Regions from separate parts of the Zea mays genome. Here region 2 is linked to region 1. Evidence: chromatin contacts called from public Hi-C data. All regions are on one chromosome and are shown on one strand. Each heading gives the region's core, a stretch centred on a gene start, on an enhancer-like site or on the middle of the called end of the contact. The rest is flanking DNA. Distances are from core to core; before and after follow the strand shown. Region 1 holds the start of LOC103627859. Region 2 holds the start of LOC103627863 (RING/U-box superfamily protein).

Evidence for each region. A called contact is a pair of places that touch in the nucleus more often than the background predicts.
Region 2: a Hi-C map of ear shows a contact between it and region 1, with 2.1 times the contacts expected there. The contact joins the promoter of LOC103627863 here to the promoter of LOC103627859 in region 1. A contact is called at or near these places in 3 of 25 Hi-C or Micro-C datasets (ear, leaf mesophyll and tassel).

What each region holds. Positions count from the first base shown.
Region 1 is chr5:222,137,769-222,141,575 of Zm-B73-REFERENCE-NAM-5.0, forward strand. It overlaps LOC103627859, which reads right to left and starts at 1,828. Exons shown (of 5, transcript XM_008648171.4): 1 at 1,103-1,828. The coding sequence starts at 1,419.
Region 2 is chr5:222,457,701-222,461,507 of Zm-B73-REFERENCE-NAM-5.0, forward strand. It overlaps LOC103627863 (RING/U-box superfamily protein), which reads left to right and starts at 2,214. Exons shown (of 2, transcript XM_008648176.4): 1 at 2,214-3,049; 2 at 3,182-3,807. The coding sequence starts at 2,811. The coding sequence ends at 3,572.

The DNA of each region.
Region 1 (3,807 bases), core at 578-3,077:
TTCAACATAATAGCTTTTATATTGTCGTAAAGGAAAATCAGCATCCCATCAAATCCAGATAGCAACTTTTCTGGTGTGGAAAAACTTCTGTTCCTAAAGTCAACAGTAGGTATCGATTAGATCACTAGAAAGTTATAATCGAACTGCCTGTGAAAAATTAACATATATATCCTGGTGGTTTTCTTTAGCTGGGCAGAAACAATGGGCTAGAGAGCGAGAACAAAGGACATGGTGGTGTTCTTTTGCTATACTCTGCAACTCTGAACTTTTACAGAGTCGCAACGATAAGAAGCACGAAATTGACCCTGATTCCCAGTTTCGCATATATACAGCCTAATTGAGGCACATCTGGTGCATGACATTCTTATCTTGCGCCAGAGTAGTGGCAGGTAACTAACTGACTGAATTTCTGCAGGGGGTACACCAGGACCCGGTGCAGCATTTATCAGCAACATAACAAAGACTTGTGAAAAGATGTACTAGTACAATAATTGGAACTGTTCATATGACATGGGGTTCCACATGCCTTCTCCAAGTATAGATGGTAAGGAAAAAAAAAAGAACTAAGAAATGACACAGTTGTTTTCTAGCCTCGGATTCGTGGTTAAAGGAGATGACGACAGCTTATAGAGTACATGCCATGCAGAAAACAACGGAGACACTAAAAAGCTGTACTTTTGCAGGCTTGCAGCTCTGACCGAACTATTCAGGAAAAGGAAAATTAAACAAGAGCACATGACTAGATGAGTTCGCAGATTACAGAGAGAATTTTTTATGACTCATTCAATTGAACCGATTGTTCAATAACACGAACAAAATCAGATATCGTCACAGTCAGTTAGCAACTGGCTAACTCATTGCAAACAAAGAAGATAATCCAATTGAACTCCGCTTCGGAATAAAAGCAACATGCCCTATATCGATCAAAATAAATGTACTTATGTTCGTAACTGGATGGCGTGTAAACAAGGAACAGGCAACTAAATCCACTCGCACGGGAATCTATATGATACTAGTGGGGGGGAAAGCTTAGAGGAACCGATCGAGCAGCAGAAGCAATGGAGGGTAGGGTACAGTGGCGTATGTTGGTGAGCTCACCGACCTCATGATGTTGACGCGGAGGTGCGTGCGGAGCTCGAGGAGGAGGCCGAGCATCTGGCCGAGGTCGGCGGCGTTGCCGTGGGAGTAGAGCAGCGTGAGCCGCGCCGCGGGGTGGCGCCAGAAGGCGGAGACGACGCGCGTGCCGGCCCTGGTGGGCAGCGCGCGCACCTCGACGCCCGCGTCCGGCGACACCCCCGTCATCCGCAGCAGAGAGCCGGCGCCAGCACCGTCCTGGTCCGCGGGCTCGACGCCGTACGTCGCCGGCTCCGGCGGGAAGAAGGCCAACCGCGCCGCCACCGACGACGTGACGTTGCCCATTCTACCCTGCCCCCTGCTGCCCCCGCGGCATGGGCCTCCTCCTACGATGGCGGGGCGGGTCTGGCTGGCTGCTGCTGCAACTGCAACTGCCTATTCCGGGCGTTGGTGGTGTGGGCGGGCGGGCGGAGGCCGGAGGTGGAGCTCGCAGGTCGCGACGTGAGGTGGGTGGTTGGCTGTTGTTCGCGCGGAGCTGCGGGCCTGCGGCCTTGTTTTTCCCTCCGTCCTTAGACTAGCTCCAACAAGGAGCTCTAAATGCTCCTGTACCCTAAATTTAGAGGATGAGGACGTCCTCTACCCCTCCAACAACGTCCTCTAAACGGTCCTCTAAATTTAGAGGACGCTGCTGGATCCTCTATGTATAGAGTTCCTCTAAATGGTTCTCTATCTATTTGAATACTTTAAACAACCGTTTTAGTAAAACTAAAATATGTACAATACATTTGAGAGTATGACAAACACGTATGTATAAAAATTTAAAAATAAAAATGTCTTTAATATAGGTATTTACATATAGGGGACGTGATTTAGAGGACGTTGTTGGAGAGGAAATAGATATAGGGGTAGAATCTTTTAGAGAAGACTGTAAAGGACGGATATAGAGGATGTATATAGAGGACGTTGCTGGAGACAGTCTTATGAGGAACAGAGGAAGCGGGTGGACAGGTGGAGTCTCTCGTTTTCTTTTTTTTTTTCCTTTCCTTTTCTCGTTTTCCTTTTTGTCCTTTTCCCTTATACTCTACTTATTTTTATTTTTGTATAAAACCAAACGTGTCAATTCTCTCTTTTGTGTTTACTCCCTACGCGCTAAATTAAATACATTTCTACCATTTCTAATTCTCCCACTTCTAAGTACTAGTTCTAGTAGTTTTTATTTACTTTTTTTAAAAAAAAACTACAGCTATTACATACTGAAATAACTTTTAATAAGGCCAATATTAAATTCTAAATGATATTGATCTTTTTCCAGAATTCTAAAAGCATATTTATATTGGCATGGAGGGATTATTTGGGTTGTGCCTTTTTTCCTTTGATTGCTCATATTCAAAAGACACATGAAAGTGGTTTGACATCACTTCTTCATCCCCGCCAGGCCGCCAGTAGCGAGAATGACAGTGGCATAGATTTAGAAGAACTCGACACGATTGGCAGTGTATAGCTTTGGAGGAACTCGGTGTAATTGATGGTCCCCTCATACTTCTTCAAAAGGTGAGTGCTAAAACATTATATCCATGCTACCTGCCAAATCGATTGAGTGCTAGCTAGGTGTTGAAGGAATGGACCACCTATGCAACGTGGTCAGTGGATGGCGCTCACTCGATAGGGCATGGATGATCGCTATCTCCCACATTGTGATAGCGACCGCACACATCTTGGACGTCGTGCAACTAGCGAGGTAGATGGTGCAGTGCACAAGGGTGAGGAGGTGAAACCTTCTCCATGGATTTGGAACCTAAGGTATGGTCCTATCGCCTTAACCTAGATAGGCCACTATCGAGGCATGGGAGCACGCAGTTGGCACGTCGTGGCTGGATTCAGTTTTCTTAGGACGAAGTTGTACTAGCTGAGAGGATCTAGGGTTAACCCTCACAAAGGCTATGAATCATCGTAGAGTTGCGGAGAAGGGCTTACATGGCATCGATAGGCCTCACGATGTCGTCAATGCTGAAGTTGAGACATCAGCGAGCCTGCTAGGATGACCGCCACTTGGAGAAACCTTCATGTCTGGAGCTCACATCATAATGATCCTCACGCAAGGCTGGTTGAGTGGGTGCGTTGAAGGATTGTGCCCCTAAGGACCAAGAAGGCATGGATTATGACGCCTCTAAGGCGTGGCATACTCCAGAAGGATCATGGACTAAAGTGTGACCCACATGAGCATCATCATGTGACCCCACCAGAGTACCAGGCCATGTCCTCTTGTTGGAAGCAGTAGAGGATAAGACTAAGCAGGACTACACACAATGTGTGTCATGACTCGCGATCCGAGTTAGTTGAGTAGGTGTCAAAGGTATACTTCTATGTTGATTAGACAACGCGATGACACCATAGTTGTACAACACATAAAGAGTACCAAATCTAAGAAAGAGACTTCCCTACATGATGCATTGATGCACTAAATGTCATCATGGTATGATACCATGGTAGTGTAAGTATCCAAAAAATTAGAACAAAAAATTTATGGATAGAATAAGACCATAGACTGGAGTCACGCTAATATTAGGTGCAAAATTGCAACCTAGTTACTAGCACGTGCACAATTACATTCGAAGATATAAGGGTTGCTTGGTTTGTTGCCTCGCTTGCCACAGTTTGCCACGCCTAAGGTTAGACAAATTTGATCAAGTTAGGTATGTGTTTGGTTCCTAGCTATAGGATATGTCTAGTTCT
Region 2 (3,807 bases), core at 964-3,463, 320 kb after region 1:
AAATATTGGTCTGACAGGTCTTAGGTGAGTTGGACAACATGGTGGATGAGCAGTTGAATATTTGGGTGATCGGATGATCGATGAATAGTAGGATGAACGATGAATAGTCTGTATGAACGAACGATGAATAGCTCGTATGAACGAACGGTGAACGATGAATAGTGACTATGAATGTTTCGATGAACGGTGAATAGTGACTATGAACGATCCGATGAACGGTGAATAGTGACCGTGAACGAATGATGAACGATGAATAGTGACTATGAACGAATGATGAACGATGAATATGGACTATGAACGAACGATGAATATGGATTATGAACGAACGGACGAACAATTGAATGATCGGACGAACGAACGATCGGAATTTCGACAGCATAACGGATGAACAAAGATTACTTGGACGAACGAACGGATGAATGATCGGACGAACGAACGAACGAACGAATCATGAACGATCGGACGAACGATCGAACAAACTAAGAACAGGTGGACAAATGATCGAATGAACGACCGAACGAACCTTGTGCTTGTGTGGAGTGGGAGTGGGGGGGAGAGAGTTGCCATGAAATGGTTTGGTGTGGCTTGAGGAGAGTTGTCTACATGTATCATGTGTTAAAGATCCATGTCATCGTAGTTCATAGTATAGGGACACATTTTTTGGCATAAATGGTGCCACTGTTGTAATATTGTTTGGCACGCGCCCTTTGAGCCATACACGGTTTGTGCTACAGATAGCTTGGTAGTTGCCCATCATGAAAGTTTTGTAGAGTAGTTAGGGGTGTTTGGTTTGAGGAATCACTCCATCCAAAATGTGGTGTTGCATCATGGGTTCATTCCTCAAATTTGGTGGGATGACCTCATTCCTCATATTAGTGTTAACTAGGAATGCCGTGATGATGGATCAACTTATTTCATTCACAAACCAAACAAAAAAAGTGAGGACTGAAAAGATGTTGGACTAGCTCATTCATCAAACCAAACAGCCTATTAGTGTTTTTAGTCGCATGCTTTCCATGCCCTGTTAGCACTTTCAGAATTCCACTGTTCTCCATGTGGTTTTATTTGGTCGCATGCTCCTTTTATGTGTTCTTTTGCTTCTTGCAGTTCGTGTGGTCCTCTGTTCTGGTCCCTTAATTTAATATAATAAACTTCTTACTATTGTCTTTGATACTTGAGCATTTTTTCAGCTAGCAAGTGTTGCGCAAAGGTACAAATACAATTTACCGGCCAACGAAATATGGAGGGATTTTTTTTAATCACTGTGTTGCAGTTTGCTGCACTTATCTAACAGTTTATTAATAAGGTGTTTGGTTTGATGAATCACTCTATCCAAAATGAAGTAGTGCATCATAGGTCCATTCCTCAAATTTAGTGGAATGGGGTGGTGATGGATTAACTCCATTCCACAAACCAAACAAAAAAGTGAGGAACGAGAAGATGATGGACTATATCATTCCTCAAACCAAACACTCTATAATTGTACTTAGCATATGTTTGTAGTGATCTTCTGCTGCCAAAAAATAATACTTATATCTGTTTCAAAGTTCAGTGATGTGATTACAAACTCAGATTTTCTAGAGATCTAGGCTAGCTTCCTTTGTCTAAAGTGATATTGTATTCGACTGGGTCAGGCCAGGCCACCCACTGTTTTCATCATGAATCGAAACTGCAGAAGGTTTTTGAAAATAAGATGGGCTTCAGTCATCTTGGGCTGCCTGGGCTCGGCACTTTGTTGGGTATAGTGTAGCTCTGAGTCCGAGCAGCCTGCTCGTGCTCATCTCTCGAAGTGACAACCTGACTACAACAACAAAAAAAACTATGACATGGCTGTTTGTTTGTGGCAGGCCCCAGCAGGCACAGAGGAATGCCAAAAGACATGGCAACATCTGGTCCACGTGAGAACGCTGCCGTCCACGCAGCTTCCAACACACACAGCGCGTTTTGCCTTTGGCAGTGGGATCCGCATCCTCCTCGACTCCAGGCAAGATTCAGCCACACGAACGGGAACGCGATGACCCGAAAAGGTCACCCCCTGTCCCATGCAGTTGTCGCTATGACGATGGCGGCTTTGTTGCCGTGCCGACCAGCATTGCCATCTCATCAGATTTATTTTCTTCTGCTCGAGCTTGAAATATGCGTATACTGTTAGCAGTTTAAGTAATTTCGTGTGTGTGTGCATACACACACTACTCGCGGTAGTAGCTGTTATATACATGTAAACCATACTGAATATAACCGAATTTATGCAAAATTTAATAGATTCAGGAAGTGAGATATATACCCTTCGGAGAAATCCATGCTAAAGATCACACTAGTGACTTTATTCATACGAGTATAAATACGTCCCGGCCGGTCACCGGCTGAGGCAGAGCCAGTTGGTTGGACATTGACATTTGGCACGCCATCAGCATGAGCCCTCCTCCTCCTCCTCCTCCCACCTCCTCCTCTAGATAGGACGAAGCTAGCTGCCGCCGCCGCTCCCCCGTCCGAAACGGGCCGGGACGATACATGGCGCTGATGACTGGTCGTCGTCGGGGGAGCTCGAGACGGCTGTGTTCTTCACCTTCTTCCTGTTCCCGACGAAAGAGGCCTTCCACGTACACCAATTATCGCTTGTACTAGCTACCACAGCAGAGAGGGGAGGGGCCCGGGCGCCCGGCCAACCGAGTTGCGCACGCAGGCTGTACGCAACCGCAGCAGCCAGGCTAAGGTGCTAGGTAGCTAGTTTGTAGAGTGCGCGCGCGCGGGGCAGGTGGCGTGTTGGCGCCGTCATCGTACTCGTACGTACGTCTGTTCTCTCTCTGCGGATGGTCATCATGGCCGGGATGCTCCCCGGCGTGGAGTTCGCGCGGCGCCGGCGGCGGGCGTCGTCCTTGTGCCTGTACGCACCTTCTTCCAAGGAGTGGAGCAGCGCGTGCATGGAGACGACGGCGACGGCGACTGCGCGCGCGTGGACGACGCTGGGGCTGGGCAGCGGCGCCCGGGAGGCGAAGGAGAGGCTGGATCAGAAGCTCCGTGCCCAGAGACAACCTGTGGTGCTCAAGAGGTGCGTTTGCTTTTGCTGCTTGTCTGTTCAGTATGGCAGATGCTACACATGCTACTTTCTGCAGCAAGATGTCAAGACAATATTGTACAAATCCTGTTGTTATATTCTGGTCTGAAATGAACATCGGTGCAGGCATGAGATGAGCACGAGCCCCACGATCACCAAAGCGCACGACGACGCAACGTGCAGGTGCAGCGGTGGCCTCCACCGCCACCACTCGTCAGCGTGCAGCAGCGACACGGGCGTGCTGCTGCGGCGGGAAGTGGTGTCGTCGCCGAAACCGAACAAGAAGGGAGGAGGAGGAGGAGGGGGCCGGTTCGGCTGGTGCCGGCTACTGGCAGGCGGGCGGCGCGGGCCGCCGGCGGCAGCGGAGGCGGGGTGCGCGGTGTGCCTGGAGGAGCTCCGCGCGGGGGACGTGGTGGCGCGCCTGCCCTGCGCGCACCGCTTCCACTGGTCCTGCGCCGTGCCCTGGGTCCAGGCCGCGTCGCGGTGCCCCGTCTGCCGCGCCCACGCCCGCGTCTAGCTGCCTCATCGGCTGCTGCTGGCCTGCACCCGCGGCGCGCCGCATGGGATGCGTCGTGCCTCGTGTCAAAGAGAAGGCCGCGCCATGCACGGACGGGGAGAAGAGAACCACGAGCTAAAGCAACCAGGACAAATAGGGAGGGGAGCCGAGGGTACTGCGTGTCTAAACATTTTTTTTTACCCGCCTACAGAAGTAATGCGCCCCCACTGTGTCATGATGTCAAATAACAAACATC